4 separate regions of the Mus musculus genome follow, and regions 1, 2 and 4 are each linked to region 3. A link is a contact called in public HiChIP or PLAC-seq data. All regions are on one chromosome and are shown on one strand. Each heading gives the region's core, a stretch centred on a gene start, on an enhancer-like site or on the middle of the called end of the contact. The rest is flanking DNA. Distances are from core to core; before and after follow the strand shown.

Evidence for each region. HiChIP or PLAC-seq counts read pairs in DNA pulled down with a chosen protein or histone mark.
Region 1: a contact with region 3 is called in an H3K4me3 HiChIP or PLAC-seq map of embryonic stem cells, with 2.7 times the contacts expected there. The contact joins the promoter of Hip1 here to the enhancer-like site in region 3. A contact is called at or near these places in 6 of 39 promoter capture datasets (the SN4741 cell line, cranial neural crest, embryonic stem cells and 2 more), 6 of 484 Hi-C or Micro-C datasets (the Ba/F3 cell line, CD4 T cells, CD8 T cells and 3 more), 12 of 115 datasets of contacts at active chromatin or transcription factors (the 230-238 cell line, bone marrow-derived macrophages, effector CD8 T cells and 6 more) and 4 of 9 other capture datasets (adipose tissue, embryonic stem cells, liver and 1 more).
Region 2: an H3K27ac HiChIP or PLAC-seq map of embryonic stem cells shows a contact between it and region 3, with 7 read pairs. The contact joins two enhancer-like sites. A contact is called at or near these places in 5 of 484 Hi-C or Micro-C datasets (embryonic stem cells, olfactory sensory neurons and rod photoreceptor), 3 of 115 datasets of contacts at active chromatin or transcription factors (effector CD8 T cells, embryonic stem cells and pancreatic cancer cells) and 3 of 9 other capture datasets (adipose tissue, liver and pancreatic islet).
Region 4: an H3K27ac HiChIP or PLAC-seq map of embryonic stem cells shows a contact between it and region 3, with 7 read pairs. The contact joins two enhancer-like sites. A contact is called at or near these places in 1 of 484 Hi-C or Micro-C datasets (bone marrow-derived macrophages), 4 of 115 datasets of contacts at active chromatin or transcription factors (bone marrow-derived macrophages, embryonic midbrain and embryonic stem cells) and 2 of 9 other capture datasets (adipose tissue and liver).

What each region holds. Positions count from the first base shown.
Region 1 is chr5:135,543,706-135,550,332 of GRCm38.p6, forward strand. Hip1 (huntingtin interacting protein 1) reads right to left here and starts at 1,417. Exons shown (of 31, transcript NM_146001.2): 1 at 1,232-1,417. The coding sequence starts at 1,351.
Region 2 is chr5:135,952,176-135,959,135 of GRCm38.p6, forward strand. No RefSeq gene overlaps it. Among named protein-coding and RNA genes, the nearest start is that of Ssc4d, 19 kb to the right of the region's middle. Within about 2 kb of position 5,551, at least 388 of the 459 cell types and tissues checked have an H3K27ac peak or open chromatin away from gene starts, as enhancers often do. A contact at or near this core is called in adipose tissue, embryonic stem cells, liver and 2 more, where this site is marked.
Region 3 is chr5:135,790,869-135,797,435 of GRCm38.p6, forward strand. No RefSeq gene overlaps it. Among named protein-coding and RNA genes, the nearest start is that of Mdh2, 16 kb to the left of the region's middle. Within about 2 kb of position 3,628, at least 225 of the 459 cell types and tissues checked have an H3K27ac peak or open chromatin away from gene starts, as enhancers often do. A contact at or near this core is called in the 230-238 cell line, the Ba/F3 cell line, CD8 T cells and 10 more, where this site is marked.
Region 4 is chr5:135,653,066-135,660,389 of GRCm38.p6, forward strand. No RefSeq gene overlaps it. Among named protein-coding and RNA genes, the nearest start is that of Rhbdd2, 24 kb to the left of the region's middle. Within about 2 kb of position 4,811, at least 43 of the 459 cell types and tissues checked have an H3K27ac peak or open chromatin away from gene starts, as enhancers often do. A contact at or near this core is called in embryonic stem cells and liver, where this site is marked.

The sequences.
Region 1 (6,627 bases), core at 167-2,666, 250 kb before region 3:
CTCTCTTTCCCCTCCCGGGGTACAACTACCCCATTTCCCCCCTCAGACACAAGAAGTGGACCCAGGGGTCTCAGAAACAAGAGGTGGTGTAAAGTCCCCTGGGGTGAAAAGGCTTTCTTCCGAGCAAGGTCCATTTATAGAACACACAGGCCCTCCCTATCTCTTCCATCTTTCCTACTCACAGAACACGACAGGGGACCTGCCTCTGGCTGAAGTCAACTCAGATCTTCAAAGTAGAACTCGGAGAGCCAGAGTAGAAGAAATCTACCGGCCCGGCATCCGCAGTGGGATCCGAGGAGTTGTACTCTCAGAAACAGATTTTACATACAGATGAACTGATGACTACACACCCCGAGCCTCACAACTTGATTCAGTCCGATCAATACAGCATGCATAAAAGCCTGAGGTAAAACTGGATAGTGGCTTTTTGTTGATAACTGCGGTGGAATTTTGGCCATCTGCCCTGGTCAGACCAGACAAATAAGGCAGGCGGTCTGCTTATTAGCTGTCAGGCATATTTTGGAGGGTGAAAGCAAAACCTCAAATCAGGAGTCTGAGTATCACTGGACAGCTTATGCCGGCACGCAAAGCTCTGACAATCCAAGCGCCTCAATTCCTACCCCAGGCTGCGCGTCCCCGTTCCTCCAAACCCCCGGGCCATTTTACAAGTTGGACCACACTTCACATTTCTTACGGTCCTTCCCATCACTCAGACCCCTTTGGCCCAGCCTCTGAGGCCAACAGCTGGGGCTGCTGAGAGCCAAGTTAGAGGCACCGTTGAGCGAGATGCTGGGAAGTGTAGGGAGAGTCAATACTAAAGTAAGGCGACCAGAGCCACCCTTCACACCCCCACCTTGGCGTTCCCACACTTGGCAAAAACCAAGCGACTTCCAAGTGCTTCCCCTATCCAGGAGCACCCTTCCGTCAGTCCCCTTTCAACTCCCTTTAGCCTCCCTTGTGACCCCTGATGGTGCTCACTGAGACCGTCCCCTCAGCCGCAGGAATCTGCAGTTCCCCAGAGTGCACCCCGACCCCTATGCCAGTGGAGATGCCCAGGTAGATCCCGAACCTCCCTGGGACCCGCCTAGTTCCCTACCCCAAAATGATTCCGATCGCAGCCACCTTGCCTAATTCCTTCCCGAGTCTGCAAGTCCCACTCCCTTCCAAGCCTCTCTTGCACCCTGCATCACTCCAAGTGCCCCAGGGATGCCCCAGGGTTCTCGAATCTCACCTGAGTCCGCTCGAAGCTCTCGCGCTCCGCAGCCTCCATCCCAGCACCAACTCCGCGGCGGCTCAACACTTTGGGCAGCGGGTTGGATACCTGCTTCATGGAGCTGGCCATTCGGTCCATGTTGTCTGGGTGAACAGAGTCAGGGGCCCTCGGCCGCCCCGGGATCCCCGCGGAGCCTCCCGCCCCTCCCTACCCGCGGGGATCCGGCGCTAACGGGGACAGATTCCGTCTTCCATTGGTTGACAGCGCTGTCCATCTCCCTCAGAACCCACCCCATGTTTCCAAGAGGCTTTTCCCCACACCCCTCTTCCCACTTCGGAGGCGCTCCGCTCACTTCACCCGCTGCCCGCCTCAGGGCGGTCCGCATACTATGACTGGTCTGAAGGTTTGTCCATTATCATTAGTGGGCAGGACCTGGTGGGCTGCTGTCCTAACCTGCCCCCTAGGCTCCGCCCCATAATCGATGCACCGCCTTCCAGGCCTCTACATGCACTGTCATTGGTCTGAAGACTTATCTGTCAACAGGCTGGCTTGATGGGCTGCCCTAACCTTTTCTTGTTGGCTCCACCCTACATCCGTCACTCTTCCTTTGTTCCCACCCCCCAGGACCATAAAAGCACTATGATTGCTCTGAAGGCTTGTCCGTCATGCTAGTGGGTGGGGCCTGGCTGCCACAGACCAGCCCTTGCTGACTCCACCCTACTTCGAAGCGCCACCTCCTGGGCCCTTCTCTGCTGCGGGTTTCTGAGCAGTAGGACCTGCGGTCCAGCCGGCGCCACGAGTTCCCGAGGGGATGGAAAGGCAGATCAAGGGAAGCATGGCTGCACACCATGCTTCACCGGCTTGCTGGGGAACTCTGCGTCAGTGTGGACCCGCGATGGCGGCCTTAGTGGTCCTCGAAGTCCCCTCCTCGTGCATTCCTTTCTGCCCGTTCTGGAGGACCGTTCTGGAGGGTCCCCAAATACTGGCCTGTGATTGCGAGGATCTCCCCAGAGCTTTCCAAACTTTGCTTCGTTCTCACCTTATCTCGGTAGAAACCCCAACAGATGCTCTTTGTTCAACTATGGTAGGGTCCACTCCTCCCATCCTGTTCTGGGAGCACCTACAGACTGGGAAGTGCTCCTCAGCAAAGAAAAAAGTTACAGGTTCTTCACTAACAGAACTAGTGGCACCGTTAAGCATTAAGCAATTTGATGGTGCTATCCATCTAGCTCTGCAATAGAAGCCAGTACAAGTCTCACTTGTACTAGGCAATGTTTTAATTAATGACAATATCAAACTCACTATGTCGCTGAGTCCCTTGAATCCCTGAGCCTCTTGCCTCTTCCATTCAACTGTTAGGATTATAGGCGTGGGCCTCTAGGCTTGACTTTCCTTTAACGTTTTACACACATTTTGTACCTGTGTGTATGTGTGGGACTGTGTTCATACGGCAGCACTCTGTGGAGGTCAGAAAGCAAATTAGATTCTGTTCTCTACCGTGTGGACCCCAGGATCTGACTTGAGTGATAGGCTTAGTGTAGCAACCTACCCACTGAGTGGTCACACCAGGGATGCTCTTTAAAAACAGTGTTTCAAGACGGGTGGTGATGGTCCACAGCCTTAGTCTCAGCACTCAAGAGGCAGAGGCAGATGGATCTCTGAGTTCAAGGCCAGCCTTGTCTATAGAGTGAGTTCCAGGACAGCCAGTACTGCACACACATGCACACCTACATGCACAAAGATAATATTTCACTAAAAAGTTGAGATTGGCTTTGAACTCCCAGAAATCCTGCCTCAGCCTCTTGAATGCTAGGATTACAGGCATATACCTGTATACAGACTACCCACAGACACCCTCCCCCCAGCCTCCCACACTGAAAGAGATGCGGTTTGCAGGTGTGTCGCACCGTGTGCAAGCACATTCGTGCACCTGTGCACATGGAGATCTGAGGCCGATGTCAGGGGTCATCATCACTCTTGAATCTCGCATTGACTTAGGGTCTCATGGAACTCAGGGTTTGTTGATATGGCTAGCCACACTAGCCTGTTGGCTCTGAAGAGTCTCTGTCTCCCACTTCAGAGGCTGGAATTTCTAGGCGGGCCACACAAACCAGCTGGCCTAGGGTCCCGACTGTGGCGATGTGCACACACACCCTTGCTCGGCAATGGCTTTCACTACTGTGCCATCATCAGAAGAGGAGTTTAATTCGAAGCGGCCAATGACTTTTTCTAAATTAAAGCCTGGGTGAAAGTTCACATTTGATAGAGGCATAAAAGAGGAGTGAGCATTTGCAAGCACCAAGAAGGCTTTTGCTGGGCACAGTGGCATTGTGGGCACCAAGTTACAAAGCCTAGATGAAAGTGGTCCGAGGGAGTAGGAGCAAAAGTAGATTAGAATCTTAGTTAGGGCTCCTATTGCTGTGATAAAACACCATGACCAAAAGCAAGCTGGGGAGGAGAGGGTTTATTTAGCTTACACTTCCACATTGTAGTCCATCAGTGAAGGAAGTCAGGGCAGGAACTCAAAAGGGACAGAAGCCTGGAGGCAGGAGCTGATGCAGAGGCCTGAGTGGCTTGCTCCTCACTGTCTGCTCAGCCTGCTTTTCAGTAGACACTGGGACAAGTAGCCCCATCCACAATGGGCTGGGCCCTCCCTGCCATCAGTCACTAATTAATACCCTACAGTTGAATCTTCTGGAGAAGTTGCATTTTCTCAATCGAGGTTCCCTCCTTTCAGATGACCCTAGCTTGTGTCAGGTTGACATAAAACTAGCCAGGACAGCTGGGGAGACTCTAGAACAGAAGAGGAGAAAGCTCTGCCTCTTAAGGAGTCATGTGAGTAAGCTTGTGCCAAGGGGATGTGGGAAGAGGGGCTTCACAGGTCCAGAGTGATAGGAGGATTAGCCGGAGACTGTATTTATTTAAGGGGATGATCTATAAATTGCGTTCTAGGGGGAAGGAATGTGTAGTGTGTTTTGGCACTGTGTGTTGGGGTGGTATGTGTGTGTGTGATATGTGTGTTGGGGGTGGTGGTGGTGTGTGTGTGTGTGATATGTGTGGAGGTGCCTGCAGAAGCCAGATGGGGTGTCAGATTCCTTGGAGTTGTAGATGGTTGTGAGCCACCCTCTACCAAACTTGGGTCCTCATAACTGCTGAGCCCATCTCTCCAGCCCATCTCTCTTCTGCACATCAGAAGATGGCACTAGATCAGATGGTTGTGAGCCACCATGTGGTTGCTGGGAATTGAACTCATGAACTCAGGACCTCTAGAAGGGAAGGGCAGTCAGTGCTTTTTTTTTTTTTTTTTTTTTTTTTTTTTTTTTTTTTTTTTTTTTGAGACAGGAGTTCTTTCTGGCCTTGAGCTTACTTAAGTAAGCTTTGTCAACTGACCTACCACCCCCAGTACCCAAGGGAATGACTTCGATGAAGAACGCCAGCAGAGCAGACAATGCTCCTAACACTCTGACCCTGGTGTGGCCATTCTGAATTCCACACTGGTCTTATGCTCTGGGATCAGCTAAAGACAGATTTAGGCCTCCTTGTTCAGATTTTATGGCATCAATAAACATCAGTCTCTTAAACAAGGATTAAGGGCTCAGCCTAGTTCTTATTTGAGTAAACCAGAGTGGGAAGGAGAAATTTGTGGTTTGGAGGCACTGGGCCGGGAAAGATTCAAGACAGTTAGTTTTCCTGTGAAATAGAACAGGTCAAAAAGAAGGGACCATGGCTCGGGGTGGGGGATGCAGCTCATTTGTCAGCGTGCTTGTCTAAGCATCCAGGAAGACCTGGATTCCATCCCCAGCACCCCATAAACCTGGCACAGTTTGGTGCTCTGTGCCTGTCATCCCAGTACTCAGAAGACAGGGGCAGGAGGCTACATAGCAAGTTCTAGACCAGCCTCAGCTACATGAGACCAGCGAAATATAATAAGACAGGAGCAGGCAGCAAGATGGCTTGGAGCTAAAAGGCACTTGCCACCCGACTTGCCAGTGTGGGTTTGATTCCTGAGATCCACATGAAGAACAAGAAAACTGAGTCCTGCAAGTTGCTGTCTAACCTCCACATGGGTAAACACATGTGTGCATGTGTGTTCACGCGTGCACGCGCACCCACACAATTAATGTAAGTTTGAAGAGAGAATTCGGTTGCGGTTCAGAGTTAAGCTCCCTGTACTCAGGTCAAGCAGCTTATAACCGCCTCTAACTCGAGCTCCAAGGAACCATACAGTATATTCCTTTCTGGCTCCCAGGTACCCGTGTACGCACGCAATGGGCAAAGCGTCCCAATTAGTTTAGATCTATTTACCATATATAAGTCTGGTTTGAAGATATCTACAGGTCTCAGTTGGGGTCTGCAGAGTCCTGGCTAGGATACCCAGGTTCTTGCGTCTCAAAGCATTGAACCAGGGTCACCTGGAGAGCAAGAGAAACAGAAACTGTTTATTTCTAAGAAAGACAGACATGCAGTGGAAAGGGAGGGGCCAGCAAGCTGGGGAAGAACAGAAGCCAAAGCCCCTGGGTCTTTTTCTTTTTTTCTTCTTTTTCTTCTTCCTTTTTTTAACCAAAAAAAGTTTTCTTTTTCTTTTTTTTTCTTGCAGTAGCTTTATTAATTGCACAAAATCATAGTGTTTTTCCCCATTTAAACATATTATGCTATCCTAATCCAAAAGACAAATGTTTATCAAAAACAAAGGGAAAATAAAAATTCACGACCTCATCACCCGGACTTGTCATTTGAAAGAAAAGGGAGAGAAGGGGATTCCTAACAAGTGTTTCCACAATGTCCTGTGTTCTCCATAAAAGGGAAGGATGAACGAGAGGTGAAATAGCTTAAGCAGAAATCATCATAAAAAGAAACTTCACAGAACTATTAAAATTTTAAGACACCATTGGCTCACTTGCACCATTTTCCCCAGCTCCCAACCCAGGACCAAGACAGGCTGGGTCATAACAGAAACACATTCAGCATTCCAGTGAATGAGAAATTGTGCTAACCCCACAAGCATTTGCTGTTCACTGGAGGGGCTAGCTCTCCATGGGTTGTTTGGATAGCCCCCCATCTTCTGCACCTGCGCATCTTGGGTGGTTCTTGGACATGCTCTGTCCCTTTATAGTAGCTTGCAGGGAGGAATGTTCAAGATAGGTTTCTCTGTGTAACCCTGGCTGTCCTGGAACTCTGTAAATGAGACTTACCTCAAATTCACAGAGATCTGAGTGCTTCTGCCTCCCTAGTGCTGGGATTAAAGGTGTGAGCCACTTTCCTGACCAGTAATGCAATAAGAAAGAGAGGGGGGAAGGGGAGGGGGAGGGAGAGGGAGGGAGGGAAAGGAATGAGAGAATCCAGGAAATAGCCTTGTGAGCCAGGTATACCACACCAGGTACTCATACAAATGAAGTGGGAGGTGGTATAGTTGA
Region 2 (6,960 bases), core at 4,301-6,800, 160 kb after region 3:
AGCAGTCTGTGCTCTTACCCACTGAGCCATCTCGCCAGCCCCCTGTTCTACTTCCAATGGAGCCAAGCATCCACCCATTCTGCTGTGGGGATTCACATTCTCAGGGCAGCACTGACCACCTGTATCAAATGAAGATGGTCCAACAAGCTTTTGGAGATTAATCATAAAGAAGTAGGGGGCTTGATCAGCTTGGACCTTGATTGTAGTTGTGTGATTTTTTTTTTTTTTTGAGCAGATGTAAAGAAACATCTGTTTGACTTAAGCTTAGTGTCATATACCTATAATCCCTGCTGTGGGGAAGTATTTGTGTGTGTGTTTGGGGGGAGGGGTGTCAGGCAGGAGGATCAGGAGTTCAAGGTCAACCTTGGGCACATCATAAGTGTTTTTGGTTTTTTTTGTTTTGTTTTGTTTTTTTGTTTTTTTGTTTTTTTCTGAGACAGGGTTTCTCTGTATGGCCCTGCTGGCTGTCCTAGAACTCACTCTGTAGACCAGGCTGGCCTCAAACTCAGAAATCCACCTGCCTCTGCCTCCCAAGTGCTGGGATTAAAGGCATGCGCCACCACGGCCCAGCTGCACATCATGAGTTTAAGACTATCCTGTGATATATGAGACTTTGGAGAGAGGGAAAGGGAGGTAGGGAGTTAAGTTTGGGAAGGAAAAGGAGGAAGGACAGAAAGGAAGAAAGAGAAGAAAGGGAGGGAGAGAGGAGAGAGAGGGAGAGAGATTGATCTGACAGAAGAGCAGGCAGGAAGACAGATTGCTGGACACAGAGACAGGGAGAGGGAGAGAAGATGCTGAGCAAGCTGGTCAGATGCCAGTGTCATCCTGGAAGCTGCTGGGCTGGACCCAATCAGGGCAAGATGGATGGTTGCCTGGAGAACAATGCAGAAGTCACCAGACTAGGCAACTGGACTGTCTCTTCTCTCTGTATGATCTGCAAGAAAAGTCGGGCCAGGAGCAGGGCATGGTGGTACAAACCTGCCACGGAAGTACCAGGTAGTAGAAGTAGGAGGACTCAAGGTCATCTTCAGTTACATAGAAAGTCTAAGGACACATGAGAGTCCTCTAAAGGCCAAAGGCTAGGGGAGGCTGGAGAGATGGCTCAGTGGTTAAGAGCACTTACTGCTCTTTCAGAGGACTTGGGTTCAATTCCCAACACATATGTGGCAGCTCACAATGACCTCTTTTTGTTGTTGTTGGTGGTGGTGATTTTTTTTTTTTTTTTTTTTTTTTTGTGACAGGGTTTCTCTGTGTAGCCCTGGCTGTCCTGGAACTCACTCTGTAGACCAGTCTGGCCTTGAGCTCAGAAATCCACCTGCCTCTGCCTCCTAAGCATTGGGATTAAAGGCGTGAACCACCACTGCCCAGCCACAACGATTTCTTACCTTCAGATCTGATACCCTCATACAGACATACTTGCAGGCAAAATACCAAGGCACATAAATAAAAATAAATTAAGAAAAGTGAATTCTTAGCTGGGCAGTGGTGGCACAGGCCTTTAATCCCAGCACTTGGGAGGCAGAGGCAGGCAGATTTCTGAGTTTGAGGCCAGCCTGGTCTACAGAGTAAGTCCAGGACAGCCAGGGCTACACAAAGAAAACCTGTCTCAAAACAAACAAACAAACAAACAAACAAAAAAGTGAATTCTTTAAAAATGTGGGGGATGGGCAGAGCTAAAGAGATGGTTCTAACTTTAAGAGTGATTACTGCTCTTGTAGAGGACCTGGTTTTGAGTCCCAGCACCTGTCGTAGGTAGTTCACAAGCATCTGTAACTCCAGTTCCATTTCCAGAGGATACAACACGTCTTCTGACCCCCAAGGGCTCCTGCATGCACACAGTACACATATATATACTTAGGCACACACATATAAATAAAATTACATAATATATATATTTGGTTGGTTGGTTTTTTGAGACAGGTTTTCTCTGTGTAGCCCTGGCTGTCCTGAAACTCACTCTGTAGACCAGGCTGGCCTCGAACTCAGAAATCTACCTGCCTCTGCCTCCCAAGTTCTGGGATTAAAGGCATGCACCACCACGCCCAGAAAAAAGAAAAAAAAAAAAATATATATATATTAAAGCTACCAAAAAAAAAAAAAAGACAAAGACGGTGAAGAGTTTTGGCTTTGTTTTTTGGGTTTTTTTCAAGACAGGGTCTCAAGGTGTAGCTAGTCCTCAGGAGATGGCAGAAGGGGGATCAGGAAATTGTGGTCATCTTGCATTACAATGCAAAATTATGAACAAAATTAAGGGGGGGAATGAGCAAGGCAGTTTGATTGGGCAGACAGCTCCATGGATGCTCAATTTCTGAAATTTCTAACAACGGGGGCTGGCACGGTGGCCCAGCAGGTGAAGGTACCTGGTGCCAATCTGGAGGATATCAGTTGGATTCCCTAGCATTCGCATGGTGGGAGAGTGTTGACTCCCACAAATTTTCCTCTCAGATGGCTCTACTCGTGTGTGGTGGCCCAGGCATGCTTGCATCCATACATGAACATTATACACACATACACAGAACAATAAGAAATAGAAAATAGTAATTAAGCCGGGCGTGGTGGCGCACGCCTTTAATCCCAGCACTCAGGAGGCAGAGGCAGGCGGATTTCTGAGTTCGAGGCCAGCCTGGTCTACAAAGTGAGCTCCAGGACAGCCAGGGCTATACAGAGAAACCCTGTCTCGAAAAAACCAAAAAAAAAAAAAAAAAAAAAAAAAAAAGTAATTAATCTTGTTTTCTCTTGGTAACAGAAAGTTACCTAGCAGACATGAGGAATTCATCTTCCTAGGGCTTTATTTTGTTTATTTGAGACAGGGTCTTATGAAGCCCAGGTTAGCCTTGAACTTGCTCTATAGGAGAATCCTCCTGAGTCTACCTGCTACATGCTCTGATTACAGGTGTCTGCTACCACACACAGTTTATGCAGGGCTAGGAATCAAACTCAGGGCCTCATGCATGCTAGGCAAGCACTTTACCAACTGGGCTACATCCCAGGCCAGGTTTTCTGGTCCTCCCTCCCCCCACTCCCCCAGAAAGGGCTTCACTATGTAGCTGTGGCTTGGAACTCAATAGTGATCCACTTGCCTCTGCCTCCAAAGTACTGGTATTTCCCATTTGATTTTAGTGTATGCATGGATGCGAGTGTGAGTGCGTGCAAACGTGTGCATGAAGAACTTAGAGGATAACTTTCTAAAAAGGCCAGTTCTTGCCTACTTTTAGGTAATTTGGAGAATTGAAGTCAGGTTGTCAGGCTGTTTCAAGCAATTACTTTTACCTGTGAGCTTCATCACTGGCCCAAGGCACTGTTTTTGTTTTGTTTTGTTTTGTTTTTGAGACAGGGTTTCTCTGTGTAGCCCTGGCTGTCCTGGAGCTCACACTGTAGAACAGGCTGGCCTCGAACTAAGAAATTCACCTGCCTCTGCCTCTTGAATGCTGGGAGTAAAGGCGTGCACCACCAAGCCTGGACCTGGTTTTTTTAAGGTAGAGGCAACTTTGACTTTCCAAGTGAATGGCCACGTGGATGGAATAAGCTATCTATCCCATGAAAAGGGTTCCCTGAGCTGACTGCTGCTAACCTCGCAGGGACCCAGACTTGTCTAACTCATGCAGGGATCTTGAGACAGAAAATTGACTATGGTGGCAGACAGCAGGTGCCTCGTTGACTACAGCTTCTTCATCAGGCCTTCCTATCCAGCGAAAAGGAAGCCAATGACAGTGCAAAAGACTCAAGTCCCTATTGCTCTGTAGCTCACAGTGGGGCAGGTCAATCCTGGCTCTCTGCATGTTTCTCCATCTGCCCAGATTGAGTTATGTCAAACTTGCTCTGGTCTGGCAGGGCCAATCTTTTTTTTTTTTTTTTGTTTCTTTTTTTTTTTTTTTCTCGAGACAGGGTTTCTCTGTATAGCTCTGGCTGTCCTGGAACTCACTCTGTAGACCAGGCTGGCCTCGAATTCAGAAATCTGCCTGCCTCTGCCTACCAAGTGCTGGGATTAAAGGCATGTGCCACCATGCCTGGCTGGCAGGGCCAATCTTAAGACGACAGACACTCGGTCAGGGTGATGCTACACATAGAATTTGCTGTGGTACAGCAGGCTGTGTTAAAATCCTCAGTCTAACCCACCTGAGGTAGCTCACATCTATAAAACCAGCCACTGGGAAGATGATGGGGGTGGAAACTGCTTGAGGTCAGCCTGGACTGAAGTGTGAGATCCTGTCTCTGAGGCAAGGGAGTTCAGAAGTCTGCGTTCATTTCTGGCTACACAACACATTTCAGGGCAGCATAGGCTACATTGTCTTGTTTCAAAACAAAACCACAACCACAACACCCCTCAGTTTATTGTTCATGTTTGCCAGAGGTGGGGAACCTTTTCCAATTCTTTAATTGGTTTGTTTTTGAGACCATGTCTTATGTAGCATAGGCTGGCCTTGGATTAGCTGTATAATTGAGGGTGACCATCTGTCTCCACCCCTGGGACTTTAGGCATGTGACAGCCACCACACTGAGGTTTGTTTTCTTCCCTTTTTAGAAATCTATTTTCTTTTTGTAGTTGCTGATTTAAAAAAAAAAAAAGACATTTTAATTGTGTGTGTGTGTGGCCACATGGCCTCACCTTTACCTGTGGAACCCTTTCGCTGACCCAAACTGAGTTGGGGACTGAACCTTGGACTTTCTGAATGCTTGGACAGAGCTCTACCAGCTGAGTTACACACCAGCCTCCTTAATCTTGATTTATTTTAGATGTTTTTTACCCCATAGTGCCACCACACCCTATTCCAATTCTGGTTTTATTGTGAACCGGTTTTACAATTTCAACAGTCCTTTGTGGGTTAAATGTCCTCTGTGAAAGCGTCGCATGCCTTTCATCTCAGCAAGCAGGTCTTTGAGTTTGAGGCCTGCCTGGTCTACAGACTGAGTTCCATCCAGGGCAGCCAGCGTCATACAGAAAAACTGTTTCGAAAAAAACAAAACCAACCAAATGGTCTTTTATGAAAATATCAGTAGCTTTAGGATATAGCTCAGTTGGTCGAGCGTTTGCCTAGCGTAAGTGAAGTCCTGGGTTCCTCAGAATTGCATAAATGAGCAGGGGTGGCACGCACCTGTAACCCCAGTTGGGTGGGCAGAGGAAGAAATAAAATTAAAAAAACTCAAAGTCACCTTTGGCAAGCCACCCTGAACTGCATGAGACCTTGACTAAAGCATTTTTAAAAGGGGTGAGGGGGTGGGGTGGTGAGGAGAGAAGCAGCCTTGTGGCGCAGAGGTTGTTGTTGGTAAATACTCTTTGTAATCCGCAAAGGTCCGCGGGGACTGAAAATGTCGCCTAAACTACAGTGTCTTGGGAATGGTTGACCTTCCTTCCCTTGTATGGGCTGTACCGGGGACTCAATTCCTTTGTCAGACCAAACCTAGAACTCTGCACAAAAAAAAAAAAAAGACCCGCCCCGAGGCATGGAAAGGTCTCGAAGAGCGTGGCCCCGCCCCTGCCCCACCTAACCAGCAACCTTCCGTTTGCTGCGACTGGCTGAACCAGTTTCAAAGCTACCCAATCAAAATCCTTCAGTAAGATAGAGGCGTGGCTTCAGTTCCGACCCAGGGCGGGCTCTCCTCTGAGCTCCTGCGGTGACTCAGCAGGAAGGCGTGAGTTATTGGGGCCCGGAAGGGCAGGGCTACGTCACGTCCTACCCTGTCCGCCCCGGCCGTCGAGGCTTACGGGGCTCCAGTGGGAATCCCAACACCTGGACTCTGTTGGTTTTGTTTTGTTTTGATGACCCAGAAAAACCCTGGACCTTTCACTGATCTTTTGTTTCCTCCGTTTGCACAGTGGTTAAGAACACTTCCCGGAGCAGTGCCTGAGTGGGAAGACCCTGGAAGTTTGGAGTTTGACCTTACAGGAAGTCAATCCCAGTTGCCTCGTTTTTTTTTTTTTTTTTTTTTTCCCCTCTTCTCTTTTTGCTAATCCATCAATCCTCAAGGTTTGGCTCCCATTCGAGTTGTCAGGCAGGTGTGACAACAAATACACAAGGGAGGCTAGCCTGCTGCACTTCGAAAAACTCACCAGAACTTAAAGTCATCCTCAGGAACGTAGAGACCAGGACATAGGGTCCGGACGATGGTATAGATGATGAGGGGCCAAGCTGGCGTGATGGCTCAGCAGGTATCAAGAATCTGGTACCCGCATGGAAGGAAAGAATTCCTGTGACATGTACCACACATGTACTCAAACATGCATGCATTAGCCTTTTTTTTTTTTAAAGTAAGAGGGGCCTAGAGAGCTGGCCCAGCAGTTAGGGCACTTGCTCTTGCAGAGCCCCTGAGCTCAGTTCCCAGCACCCACGTGGTGTGGTTTACAACCATCATAACTCCACTACCAGGGGCTCCAACGCTTTGTGACTGTGGTGAACACAGGGTATACACGTGGGCAACATTCAGCCATGTATGAAAACATTTATACACAGATGCAGAGGTGTTTCAGTGGGTAAGAGCAATCATTGTACAAAGTTGGGGACCCAAGTGGGGATTCCAGCACCCAGGAGTAAAACCTGAGTGGCCAGGAATGCCTATAACTCTGGTACTACGGAGGGCAGAGACTGGATGACTTCCGGAGCTTGCTATCCTTTAGCCTAACTCAGCATTTGAGGAGAAAGCCTGCACCCAGGGGATCTGCGTGTGATAGAACTGGACGCCCTGTATCATCATCATCACCATCACTACACACAGGCACACTCAGTAATAAATCTTTGCGGGGTGGGGGTGGGGGGTAGGGAACCAGAATTGGAGTTTGTAGCTGTGGCTCAGTGGTCGAGTACTTGCCTTCCATGATTTAGGTCCTAGGTGGGTTTTGTTTTTTTGTTTTTAAATATTTATTTATTTATTATATGTAAGCACACTGTAGCTGTCTTCAGACACTCCAGAAGAGGGCATCAGATTGTTGTTATGGATGGTTGTGAGCCACCATGTGGTTGCTGG
Region 3 (6,567 bases), core at 2,378-4,877:
ATGTCTCTTAAGATCTGTCATGCTTTTAACCATCAATTTGACACAGCCTAGAGTCACATGAAAGGGGAGTTTTCCAATTGAGGGATTGCCCTGTTTTGTGTAATTTTAAAAAGCACTAGCTCATTTGACCCTGGGCTGCTGTTCTCCCTGCTGTCCCTTCTCCTCCTGCCCACTATGCTCTGCAGATGGAAAACACTAGACAGTAAATATTTTAAAACTAGCTAGATAGTTGATTCTTGTCAGCTAACCTATTCTAGCCAACCGCCAGGGCAGAGACTGCCATTTCCAGCCCCCCAAGATCTTACATGGTTGTTTCATCCTCCCTGTCCCTTCTCCTCCTCCTGGGACCCAAAAGTCCCACCTTTTTCCCTTCACCCAGCAATTGACTTCTGCCTCCTTTATTGTTACAATCAAGAACCAATTTGGATATCAACACCTCCCTCTAAGTTACCCAGATTAAATGTGCCTGCAGGCAAGTCTATATGGCATTGCCTTAATTGTTAATTTTGTTGGGAGGCCCTGCCCACTGTGGGCAGCAGCATTCCCTGGACAGGTGGTCCTACAATGAAGGAAAGCTCACTGGGGCTAGAGGGAGCTGGTTAAAGGCCTATACTATTCTAGAACCTAGTTTAGTCACCAGCACTCATACCAGACAGTTGACAGCTGCCTGTAACTCCAACTCCAGGGGGACCTACAATGCCTCTGGCTTCTGTGAGCAAAGGTGCAGGTACAAATAGCCACACAAACACTGAAGATAGTAGTTGGGTATGGTGGCACACCTTTAGTCCCAGCACTCAGGAGGTGTGGCAGACAGATCTCTATGAGCTCCAGGCTAACGTGGTCTTCATAGTTCCACTACAGAGTGAGACCCTGTCTCAACAGAACAAAATAATCTTTTAGAAATTTGGCTGAGTGTAAGCTTTCTGCCCTTGTTTGGCAGTGAAGTGAGTTCCTTGGTCTGAGGTAATATGTGGAATGGCAAGCAGGCCTGCTATCAGGTTCCTGCCTTGAGCTCCCTCAAATGATAGCCTGAGACCTGGAAGTTTAAGCCACATAAGCCCTTCTTCCCTGAAGTGTTTTTGGCCATGGTGCTTGTCACAGCAGCAGAGAACAGACTGGATCAATTCCTAGTGCCACCAAAAATAAAAGGTCTGAGGAGCAAGTTCATGGTCAGCCTGGCTTACATAGTGCAGTCTGCTCCAGGAGGGGAGAAACAGAACCACCTCCTTTGTGCCTCAATTCTGCAACCTTCCTTTCACCTGACAGGCTGGAGCTAAGGTCTAGTGATCTCTTGGTTGTGGATGGTCACTGCTCATATTTCAGGGCTGCCCCATGGGTGCTGGCATAGGCTGGGATAGCTCCAGGCCCTATTTCTTTCTTTTTTTTAAGATTGGTACTGGAGGGCTGTTGGGCTGTTGAGATGACTCAGGGGTTAAGAGCACTGACTGCTCTTACGTAGGTCATGAGTTCAAATCCCAGCAACCACATGGTGGCTCACAACCATGTGTAATGAGAAAATTAAAGGCCTGGTGCGAGAGGGAAGTGGGGAGAGGGGGAACAACTGATGCTGGAGAGCAAACGCAGGTTCTCATTCTTGCATGACTAGTCAGCGCTCTACTTGACTGGACCATCTGCCCAATCCTGGTTAGTCCTTTTTTTTTTTTTTTTTGTATAGACTTTATTATTAAAAAATCCTTTAAGTAAATAAAAGTATCACACACCCAAAAATGTAGACCCAAAGTCCATATAACTTAGTGAACTTATGCACAGTTAGAATTGGTATTAGAGGGGGCTGGTAAGATGACTGCTCTTCCGAAGGTCCTGAGTTCAAATCCCAGCAACCACATGGTGGCTCACAACCACCCGTAATGAGATCTGACACACTCTTCTGGTGTGTCTGAAGACAGCTACAGTGTACTTATGTATAATAATAAATGAAGCTTGGGCTGGAGCAAGCAGGGACTGAACGAGCGGTATTGACCAGAGTGAGCTGAGGTCCTAAAAATTCAATCCCTAAAAACCACATGAAGGCTCACAAACATCTGTATAGCTAAGGTGTACTCACATACATAAAATAATCTTCCTTTAAAAAAATTGGTATTAGAAACAAATTGTAGCAAAGCGAGGTGTTTAATTCCAGCACCAGGAGTCAGAGGCAGGCAGATCTCTGAGCTGGAGGCCAGCCTGGTCTACATAGTTCCAGGACAACCAGGGCTACATATAGAAACATTGTCTCAACCTAAAGAGGAAGAGAAAAGAAACCAGCCACGAAGCATCACCACATAAACACATACCACCCAGCAAAAACTCCATGGCAAGAGTGAAAGTAGGAAAGCAATGACCTTTATGTCCTCTGGCTACATGCTTTTTTGACAGTCTCACTATGTTTAAGGTAATACAAAATCCCGCTTAAGGTGAAAAATCCTTCTGAGCGCTGGGATCTCAGGTCCCACTGCCACATTGGTGTTGGCTCCTGCCTGTCAGGTCTCGCCTGACAGCTCTGGTCTCAGAACTAGCAGGAGAAATGAAGGTGAAGGGCTGGGACCCCAAGGCTCCAGAAAAGACACCCCCAGATGTCTAGGCAGAGCAGGGATCTCCAGTCTTCCTTGGCAGCCTGCTCACACAGGAGAGTGCTGGGCTAGCATTTCAGGCAGCGAAGGAGCAAGTGTGTCCAAACTTCTGAGCCTGAGATTAAGGCCTTGCCAGCTACAAGGTTCCTCATCAAAAGTCCCACAATCTAGTAAGGAAAACATTGCATAAGGTCGACAGTTCCCTGGTAGAGGACATGTTCTTCATAAGCACAAGGCCGTGAGTTTGAACCCCCAGGACTCACTGGCCAGGCAACCTGGTCACATCACTGAGTGGCAGGCCCATGAGACAGACTGTCTCAAAACCAAGATGGACAGACTGGATGTTCTGAGGAACACCTGAAGTTGACCTCTGACCTCCACACACAAGTGCACACACAGACAAACACACCTGAACACACGTGCACACAAATATAAATCTAACAAAAGAGGGAGATGACTCGATGTTTTAAATAACTTCACAATTTGGTGTTAGGCCACAGACTGAAGCTGCTTCAGTCCAATGAGAAAGATCCTCTTTGCATGCGAAGTGGGCTCTAGACTACATTCCGGGAAAGTGCCAAGAGACTCCTAGCCAAAGGCCGGCACTCCACGATGCAAGAACACAACAGAGAGCCTGAGAGTCAACGGGGTGGCTGTAAGCAGCTTGGGAAGGGCCAACTCACTTCTCAGCCCCATTTCCACTCCCTCTCAGCGCCACTGGGGAGATGCTCAGTGGGGGAAATACCTAGTACTTAAACACAGACGAAGAGCACACAGAAAAAGCCAGGTGTGGCATTATGCACATGTAACCACAGCACTGAGGAAATTGGAGGTAGAACGGAGACAGGAGGATTCCTGGCACTTGCTGGCCAGCCAGGCTAGCCAATCAGGGAGCTCTGGGGTCAGTGGAAGACCAGGAAGAGCTGGAGGGATGACTTAGCAGCTAAAAGCTAGTACTGTTCTTGTAGAATGTCCATCCAGTTAACTCCCTCCCTGACCACCTCCTGTTTCCTGACTAGCAAAGCAAGGCGAGGGTGGTGATTGGAGTGTTAATGTGCTCATTATGCAAGCCATTATGAGAGGCAGTCCTTAGCAGCTTCGAGGCAGTGGGGGACCCGAATGAGAACAAATGGATTGTAGAAGATTGCTGGGGTCAGGGGAAGGAACCACGGTCGCATTGGAAAATGAAAAGGAGAGCAATTTAGTGAGTTTTCGTGAGTTCGCTGTGGTGTCCAGGCTTCCGGGCCCAGACTCTGCAGTTCCCTCTGTGGCCAGAAGAGGGGGCGAGAGGCCGATGCTGTGCATAGTTTCCAGGCAGACTAGGTCACTCGGGAGTGAGATTAGCATTCCAGAGCCAAATCAGGCTAGCCGTGCTGTCTGGTCTTGTCTCATCCAGGCAGAAGGGAGGGGACAGTCGCCAGCCGCCAGAGTAAGAGCAAACAATAAAGGGAGGGCCAAGGAAAGACGCCCCTAGGTCGGAAAGCAAAGCTCTGAGTCTCTGTAGGTTTGAGGGAGTGGCCAGACTGTCTATGGGCTTTTCCTGCCTCCAACGCTCTGGACACTGGACAAGGACAATGCTGATATCCAAGGAGAAAGGAGGCTGATATTCAAACCCAGTGTAGAAGAAAGCTACCTAGGGGACAGGAGTGGGGACAGGCCCAGGTCTGCCCTGCAGTTTCTGCAGACATCTGAGGCCAGAGACCTGGCCTGGGGCCTGTATTCTGGGCTCAGGATAGATCGCCTGAACCTACTTTAAAAGGCTATTGTTAGCTCCCAGTAAGAGGCTTATTGCTCTTCCGGAGGACCTGAGTCCAGTTTCTAGCACTCAGGTGTGGACTGTTCCAGAGGATCCAACGGCCTCTTCCAGGCTCTGGGGACTCCTGCACTCAGGTGCTGCACATAAATCTGCACAGGTAGGGGACTCAGAGATGGCTCAGTGGTTAAGATGACTGGTTGCTCTTCCAGAGGTCCTGAGTTCAAATCCCAGCAACCACACGGTGGCTCACAACCGTCTGTAATGGAATCCGATGCCCTCCTCTGGTGTGTCTGAAAGCTGAGAACTCGTACATAAAGCAAATAAATAAATATTTTAAAAACCAAAACAAAAGACTGTGCAGGTAGACATATACATAAAAATGACAAATCTGACCGAGAGAGAGAGAGAGAGAGAGAGAGAGAGAGAGAGAGAGAGAGAGAGAGAGAACTGTTGTCTCCTTTTCTCTAACACAAGGGGATCCTAGCCAGTTGACTAGATCACATTCTCTCTTGACCCTCTTCATTCTGTTATGCCATCTAACTGGGGTCACTGCAGGGCAGACAGAAGCAGATGCCAGAAGTGGAGAACCTCTTGAAAATAGTCACCCCAGGATAGCTGACCTACTGGGGAGGAAGAGACATTTCCGTAGCCCACTTAAGTCACCTGTTGTTGCTCTGTCTGAGGCCATCGCCTGTAGATCATCCCAAAATTCCCTTTAGTAAATGGGTAACTGCTGAACACGCCAAGAGGACCCCTAAGTCCACTGATCAGTACCCAAGTGCTTCCAGTATCCGGTACCCATCTGTCCTAGTCAGGGTTTCTAATACTGCACAAACATCATGACCAAGAAGCAGGTTGGGGAGGAAAGGGTTTATTCAGCTTACACTTCCACATTGCTGTTCATCACCAAAGGAAGTCAGGATAGGAACTCACACAGGTGGAACCTTGGAGGCAGGGGTGGATACAGAAGCCGTGGAGGGGTGCTGCTTGCTGGCTTGCTTCCCCTGGCTAGCTCAGCTTGCCTTCTTATAGAACCCAGGACTACCAGCCTAGGGATGGCACCACCCACATAGGGCTGGGCCCTCCCCACTTGATCACTCACTAATTGAGAAAATGTGTTATAGCTGGGTCTCATGGAGGCATTTCCTCAAGGGAGGATCCTTTCTCTGTGATAACTCCAGCTTGTGTCAAGTTGACACTAAACCAGCCAGTACACCATCTAAAACCAGATTTTATTTTTAATTATATGTTGCGGGGGTAGAGAGGGGAATTGCATGTGTGTGCAGGTATATGTGAAGTCCAGGAGAAGGGGTCAGATCCCTGGAGCTAGAGTTACAGGTGGTTGTGAGCATCCTGACATGAGTGCTAAGGCTCTGATCTCGAGTCCTCTGCAAGAGCAGTGAGAGTGTCCTTAACCATTAAGCCACCTCCCAGCCTTCCTTCCTTCCTTGGTTTTATTTTTGAGGCAAGATCTCCCTATGTAGCTCAGGCTACCCTGGAAACCATGATCCTTCTAGCTCAGTCTGCTGGGTGCTGAGGTGTAGCATCATACCCAGCTATACTGAATCCTTCAAAGGATTTTGTTTTTTTATTTTATGTGTATGAGTGCTTTGCCTGTGTGTGCACCATAAGTGTGCAATGCCCACACAGTCAGAGGAGAGCACTAATTCCCCTGGGACTGAAGTAACAGATGGTTGTGAGCTGCCATACTGGTGCTGGGAACCGAACCTCCGTCCTCAGTAAGAGCATCCAGTGCTCTTAACTGCTGAGCCATCTCTCCAGCCCTAGTTAAATATTTTAATAGCACCATAGACTGGCACTCCTCCTAAATACAAGCTCAAGTTTGGGGATCCAGAGAGCAACTTATATATCCCATTCCAGGGCACCCACACAGCTGTTCACCTCACTGAGCTACACTTCCATTCCTGAAGGGGGCTCAAATCCAGGACTTGGAAGTGGGATTTTTGTTGAAGTGGGTTTTTGTTGTTGTTGTTTTGTTTTTCGAGACAGGGTTTCTCTGTATAGACCTGGCTGTCCTGGAACTCACTCTGTAGACCAGGCTGGCCTCGAACTCAGAAATCAGCCTGCCTCTGTATCCCAAGTGCTGGGATTTGGAAGTGGTTTTTCCCATCGCCTATGATGGTGAGTTTCCATTGGCAACTTGGTGGAATTTGGTTGCTGGCTGTGTCCATGAGGGCATTTCTAGACAGGTCTAACTGAGGAGAGGAAACCCACCCTGAA
Region 4 (7,324 bases), core at 3,561-6,060, 140 kb before region 3:
CCAGGACAGGTTTAGTCAGGGTCACACATGCTCTGTAAAGGCCACAGGAGCCTCTGGTGGGGTCCCAAGGGAGGAGAGTCTGTTGTCAGCCCTCCTCCCTCTCACAGGGGAAACCAGCATGGCTTTAACCCTGGTCCTGCCTGGATATCTACCCAGTATGGTCCATCAGATTGGGTCCTGGTTGTTGGGGACAAACCTGTTTCCCAGCAGTTGGAGTCATAATAAAAGCCCAGGTTCTTGGCCCTGCCCTCCCCAAGAGGTCTGCACCTGGGATAGGCTCAGGTTTCCTGAGAACCAGGGACTTGAGAGTCAGGTTGCAATGTCCCCATGGGAGAATGTGGCCTGGAGCTCAAGTGGCACCTCACCCTGGGAAGCTCTGGGCTCTGGGCTTGAATAACAGCTCAACCTTTCCAGACCCAGGCATTACCCATCCCCTCCCCACCCACCAGCCCCAGAAAAGGGCATCTAAGGCTGGGCTGCAGCTCAGTGGGAGTCTGACTGGCTAGCACTCCTGAGAACGTACACTCGATGTCCACTCCTGGCAAGAGGAAAGGGGAGGCCTTTGTTCGTTTATTTGTTTTATATTTTTCAACTCCTTTTATTTATGGGGGTGCATGCCACAGGTTGCAATGTGGAGGTCCAAGGGCAACTCCTGAGAGTTGATTCTCTCCTTCCTCCATGTGGTTCCTAGGAATCAAACTCCTTCTTGCCAGGCTTGGCAGCAAGCTCCTTTACCCACTAAGCCATCTCACCAGCCCTTGAGGATACAAGTTTAGACAAGGTCCGAAAATCTGGTTTCATTTTACTCATAGAGGGAGGCTCTGCAGGGATCCCTGGGCTAGTGTCCTGGACCTGAAAGGTAGAGAGGCACTTGTCTGTAGAGATGGCCCCAATGAGGCTCAGGGATGGAAGGAACTTGGTCCATCAAGGCAGGATCAGTACATTTTTAGTGCAAGGTTTCTGTAGGTGGTCCAGGCTGGCTAGGACTCTCAGTAGGAGAAAACACACACACACACACACACACACACACACACACACACACTTTGTAATCCCTGCATTGACCCTTGACTCTTTCACCTTTGCCCTTTCCACCCTGGGTCTAGGTAAACTAAAAATTTCAGAAAAAGAAAGAAGCAGATGGGGGTGAGGAAGAAGGAAGAGTAGGACGAAGATGTAGGGGGAGGATTGATAAAGATTCTACAAGGTAAGGTGCCTTCAAGACATAATCAATGTTACAGACCAGGGCTGGAGAATCTGCCCAGTGATTCAGTGGATCAGAGTTCAGTTCCCAGCTCCCACGTTGGGTGATACACAGCTGCCTGTAACTCCAGCCCAGCGGGATTGGATGCCTTCTTCTGGCCTGGGCACTGTACTCATGTGCACAAACACAAAATGTGTGTACACATACACACACTTTAAAAAAAAGTAAATCTAAAATAATGTTGCAAACTGGAGCCAAATAAATCTCAGACTGTTCTTAGTCCCTCTGAAAGCCATTCATATTCACATTTGTGTCTGACCTAATGTCCTTGCAACTCTTTAGTCCCATGTGTCCTTAGCACACCACTAGTTCTCACCAATCTAAAAGCTAAGAATGCCATCAGATTGTACCTGAAGTCTATAGCAGTTTCCCTCATCTACTGCAAGCAGCCTGTGTTTGCCCATCCATGTATTTGGTTGCTACACTGACTGATTTATTGTGTAACTAATAGCAATCACATGTAACTACAGTGACAATTTTGAAGTTTTGGTGTCTTTGAAAAAACACAGAAATATTATAAGAATATGTTTTCGTTTTAATCACAGGTGTGGAAGATGGGACTGCTTCAGATGATCCACAGCAGCTGACTATGATTTGTCACATGCTCCAGCACGAGTGTGATTTTGCCAGATGCAGCTGCAGATTGTTTCTGAGATTATGTGACATTTGGAATTCTGGGGACTTTTCAGAGAGTATATATGATGGTTTGTATATGCTTAGCCCAAGAAGTGGCACTATTAGAAGGTGTGGCCCTGTTGAAGTAGGTGTGGTCTTATTGGAATAGGTGTGTCGCAGTGGGCTTTAAAGACCCTCATCCTAGCTGCCTGGAAGTTTGTATTCTGCTAGCAGCCTTCAGATGAAGATGTAGAACTCTCAGCTCCTTCGGCACCATGCCTTCCTGGGCGCTGCCATACTCCCACCTTGATGATAATAGACTGAACCTCTGAACCTGTAAGCCAGCCCCAATTAAATGTTGTACTTGTGAGAGTTGCCTTGGTCAGCCAGGCGGTAGTGGCGCATGCCTTTAATCCCAGCACTTGGGAGGCAGAGGCAGGCAGATTTCTGAGTTCGAGGCCAGCCTGGTCTACACAGTGAGTTCCAGGACAGCCAGGGCTATACAGAGAAACCCTGTCTCAAACCCCACCCCACCCCCCAAAAATAAGTTGCCTTGGTCATGGTGTCTGTTCACAGCAGTAAAACTCTAAGTATATAAATGCTAGCTGCACACCCCCCCTAGAGTATGCTATTGGTGGGTGTTGGTTGGTTGTTGTTGGCCGTGGTTTTTTAAGTAGTTGTGTGCAAAGAAAAAAACAAGAAGAAATTAGATATCCCGATGGTAAAGATCAAACTTTACACCCTTAATCAGCAGGAAGTAGTGTAATGGTATTTCATTGTCCCCGATTTTATTCAGAGATCTCTGTCCTTTCCCCTCTAACCTTCTTTCTCTTATCTAGTGTTAGGAGGTTGAAAGGGCAAAAGAAAAGGGATGGAGAAAGGTGGAAGAAAGAACTCACAAAGTAGCAAAAAGACTGGCTACATGTAACACTTCTATTGGAATATGAAATCTGAGCAATCAAAATCCCTCCCCTCACATTTGGCTCTGAAATAAATGATCTCTTACCTGCTTTAAGGTGAAGTCCGTGATTTCGACTTTGCTGGACAGAGTGCGAACCCCATTCCCCTCTCCAGAGAGCAGCTTACCAATACTACAACCTTCCAGGTCCTCAGGAGAAGCCTTCTGGATTTCAGACAGGAAGTCGCAGTGATTTCTCTGCAGGGCACAGGGACATCACATACGGGTTCTTGGTGTCAGGATGTAGGCAGGCAACCCTCCTGGCCAATGGTGGGACCTTCTCCAACTCCCTTGTTTTCCAGCTTTGTTCTTAACAGAACATTGAGTCCTGGCCTTCCAGTCCCTGACTGATTGCCAGACATCTGGAGACAGCTAGCCAGAGTCATTCACCAGGACCCAAGGGAAAAAGCGAGCTGTCACATCCAGACAAATGAGGGGCCAAGGTGCAGTGTGGCACTTTCTCCCATATGTCAAGTGACTTTGCTTATATGGTGAGAAAACAGTGGCAGGGACCAGACCGTTGGCTGCAGAGAGACCTGGATCGTCCCTGGCAGGCCCCTGAATCCCGGGCTCAGGTGAAGACCAAGCAGCTTCTACTCCCAGGGCCCCTTCTCGGGCTCCCCCAGTGTCTATGGGACTCACACCCTGCCTCGTTCTGCTCTTAGCGTAACTGTACCATCAACAGAGGTACCATCTATGATCATCTTGACTGTCAACGTGTAGGCTTTAGATTCACCATGAAAACAAACCTCTGGGCACCTCTGTGAGGATTTAACTAGATTAATTAAGGTGGGAAGACCCACCCTAAGTGTGGCTGGTACCATTTCGTCCATCTGGTGGGTGGGGTCTCCGACAGAATGTAAAGGCAAAAGCTAGATGAGCATTGACATCTGTCTCTCTCTGTATCTGGACTGTTAAATGTGCATGAGAGAGAGGCTGAGAGAGAGAGTGGCAGAGAGAGAGAGAGCGGCTGAGAGAGACTGAGAGAGACAGAGACTGAGAGACAGAGACTGAGAGACAGAGCGGGAGGGAAGACAGCTGTGGGTATTGATTTTCCTCCTTCCACCCTGCGGATCCCTAGAACTGCCTTTAACCTGCTCAGCCACCTCAGTGCTCCTCTGTCACCTCAGACTTGCGATCCTCCTGCCTCAGCCTTCCAAGTGCTAGGACTACAGGCATATCACACACCGGCTCTCCTTTATTTCCCACAGCACCTGCCTCCTCTCTGACCATTGGTCAATTCTTCCCAAGAATTGACAGGAAGGGAGCCCAGGTGGGACCGGAACCTTGACTTCACCCACCACTGACTTCCCAGTGTCTAGCCTGCTCTGGTTCTGTCTCATCTGACCCATCTGACAAAGACTGTCTGGCTGTTGCACCACCTTGTCAGTTGGCATTGCGGTTGAACCCAGAGAGGGAGACTGTTGAGGTGTGGGCTGCTGCTATGTATTGTAATGCTAAGTTCTAGACCAGAAGGTCTGCGCCAATGGGCGGCTTCTCCCGTTCACAAGCTTTTGTTGTGCAAACCTTGTTTCTTGATTTAAAACTATTGGTTAAATAAAATCAGCTACAGACAATTACTGGAGGGATTGGAGGTAGGTGAATTAGGAGTGACCTGGCTGGAGTGTTGGGGGAGGGAGGAGAGAATGGGGGCGGGGGGGGGGGCAGGGGACCAGGAAATGGCCAAGAGAAACAGCAAGTATCTGAGTGAGGTTCACCGCTGGGGAGGTAGCCAGGCCAGCAGTTAGAAAAATAGATTAGGGGTTGCCTCCCCAATAATTGTCAAAGCCAAATAAAATAACCCAAGGCTGAGTCTCATTTATCTATAAACTAGTCAGGAGAAGTTTAAATTGGTTGTATTACGTTTTGGCACACCTTATGTGGGGCAGAAAACCAAACTGAGACAGGCTACGGGCAGACAGACACAACCCCAACCCTCGCCGAAAACATGACTTTCAGCCTACAGCTGCTTGGGACCAGATCGACCATAGCACCTGGGAGGGCTTTGCACTCGCTGGGCCACTGATAAAAACAGACACTGCGGCCCGCAAGAGCTGCCCGCTTCTCAGAAAAGCCAGCACTCTGCTCTGCGGAAATAACAGCTTATGCTGGGACCCACAGAAAAGAACGGTAGTCTAGTCCAGGTCCACCGGGTCCCCAGCCCGCTGACTGGTGAGAGGTGCAGGCACAGCCAAGCATTGGCAGGGCATACGGGCCAGAGACCACTAGAGGATGACCGGGTAAAAGCCTAAACCTGCACAGAAACAGGGCAAGCTGGAGAGCCCTAGCCAGGGCTGGCAAAAATCCTGAGCTAGCTGAGCAGCTGGGGCGGGGCTAACTCAGCACTAGGTACAACTTAAAGGTCCCAAAAGTCTAAACCGGAAGTATTGAATTTAGGGAACAGTAAAAGAAGAGAAGCTAACTATTAATATACATATAATATATTTTTTATTTATTATTTATATATAATATATTTTTATGTATTATATATAAATATATCTTTCTGTATGATATACATATATATATATATATATATCATAGGGAAAAATATTTAATTTAAATATAAGAAAATAAAGTCCTTAGGGAAAACATTTTAAAAGAAAAAAGAAAAAAAATTTATATTTGGAAGGAAGAGAAGCCGCCATAGGTTCGGTAGGTCATGTAAATGTGGCCCTGGTGGCTGGCCAATTGGAGTTAAAAAAAAAGTTCAGATGAAACATGGTAAGTAATGACTCAGGGTTATCAGTAGAAAGGTAGATTCTAATAGCACAGAGGGTAGATATCTGCCCAGCTCTTATGCTGATTAAGGCTTATTATAAATATAAAAATTGTCGGGGGTTGGTGAGATGGCTCAGACTGACTGCTCTTCCAAAGGCCCTGAGTTCATATCCCAGCAACCACATGGTGGCTCACAACCATCCATAACAAGAACTGACTCCCTCTCTTGGAGTGTCTGAAGGCAGCTATTACATATAATAAATAAATAAATCTTTAAAAAAGTTGCCGGGCAGTGGTGGCGCACGCCTTTAATCCCAGCACGTGGGAGGCAGAGGCAGGTGGATTTCTGAGTTCGAGGCCAGCCTGGTCTACAAAGTGAGTTCCAGGACAGCCAGGGCTACACAGAGAAACCCTGTATCAAAAAACCAAAACCAACCAACCAAACAAACAATATGTCTTTTATCCAGGAACTGAATGATCAAGGTCAGGTTTTTAAAAAACAAAAAAATCAAATCAAAACAAAACAAACAAACAAAAAACCCTGATTGGGATTAAAATTTTCTACAACACAAGACTGAGGCACAGAAAAGCAAACCATCCAAGGTCCAACAATTAAGACCTGGGATGAGGGACGAGGGAGATTGCTTTGTGGGTGGGAGTTCCTGCTGTGCGCATGAGGACCTGAGTTCAAATCTCTAGCTCCCACAGAAAAAGCTAGGTACAGCTGTGCGTGCTTGTACGAATCTGGAGTTAGAATTGAGGGGAGGAGACGGGAAGGGCTCTGGGGCTCGCTGGCCATCAACGTAGCTTGTCTCACAGGAACATGGTAGAGAGTGTGTAGGTAAGTACCTGCATGGACACACGCTCATACATCAGGAAAACATGCAAAATACACATACATGCATGAAATGGGGATTAAGCTGGGCATAGTGGGCATAGTGGCTCACCCTTGTCATCTCAGCACTGAGGAGCCCAAGGCAGGGAGGATCAGAAGTTACAGCAGGCTTGGAAAACTTAGTTAGGCTCTCTCTCCAAATAAAAACTGGAAAAAAAATGTGTGTGATATGCTCAGTGGTAGAGCCCCTGCCTAGAATCCTCCAGTGAGGGGCTCAGTGGTAGAACCCCTGCCGAGAGAATCCCTCAGTGAGGAGCTGGGGGTGTGGCTCAGTGGTAGAGCCCCTGCCTAGAATCCTCCAGTGAGGGGCTGGGGGCGTGGCTCAGTGGTAGAACCCCTGCCGAGAATCCCCCAGGGAGGGTCTGGGGGTGTGGCTCAATGGTAGAGGGGACCAGCCTAGCATGCTCAAGGACTTAGATAAAATGTTTAATATTGGGGGGGTCAGTGGGGGTATGATAAAGTGGGATGTGGTGACACAAGCCTGTAATCTCAGGTCTTGAGAACCTGAGGTAACAGGATCACAAATTCAAGTCCAGGACATAGAGAAGCTGTCTTGTCTCACTAGCAAAACAAAAGGAAATAAAAACTTGCGATAAGGATGGAATCCAGATGCCACCGGCTCCAGAGCACTCTGTCAGGCCGCTATGGTCCAAGAGGATGTTATCACCAGCACAAACAGTTGCCAGGGCCCAGGCAGGCCTGGACTGCCTAATCCTGAGCTTTCCGAGTTCCCTGTTCCATCCTCTGTAGTGACCAGCAGTACTGTCCCTTCAGTGGGCAGTGGCTGGATAGGAGTTCTAGGGGTGAGATACAGAAGTCCCCCCAAACAACTGTTCAAGAAAAGGAGAGCCACATCATGAGCCAGAGAGTTGAATGT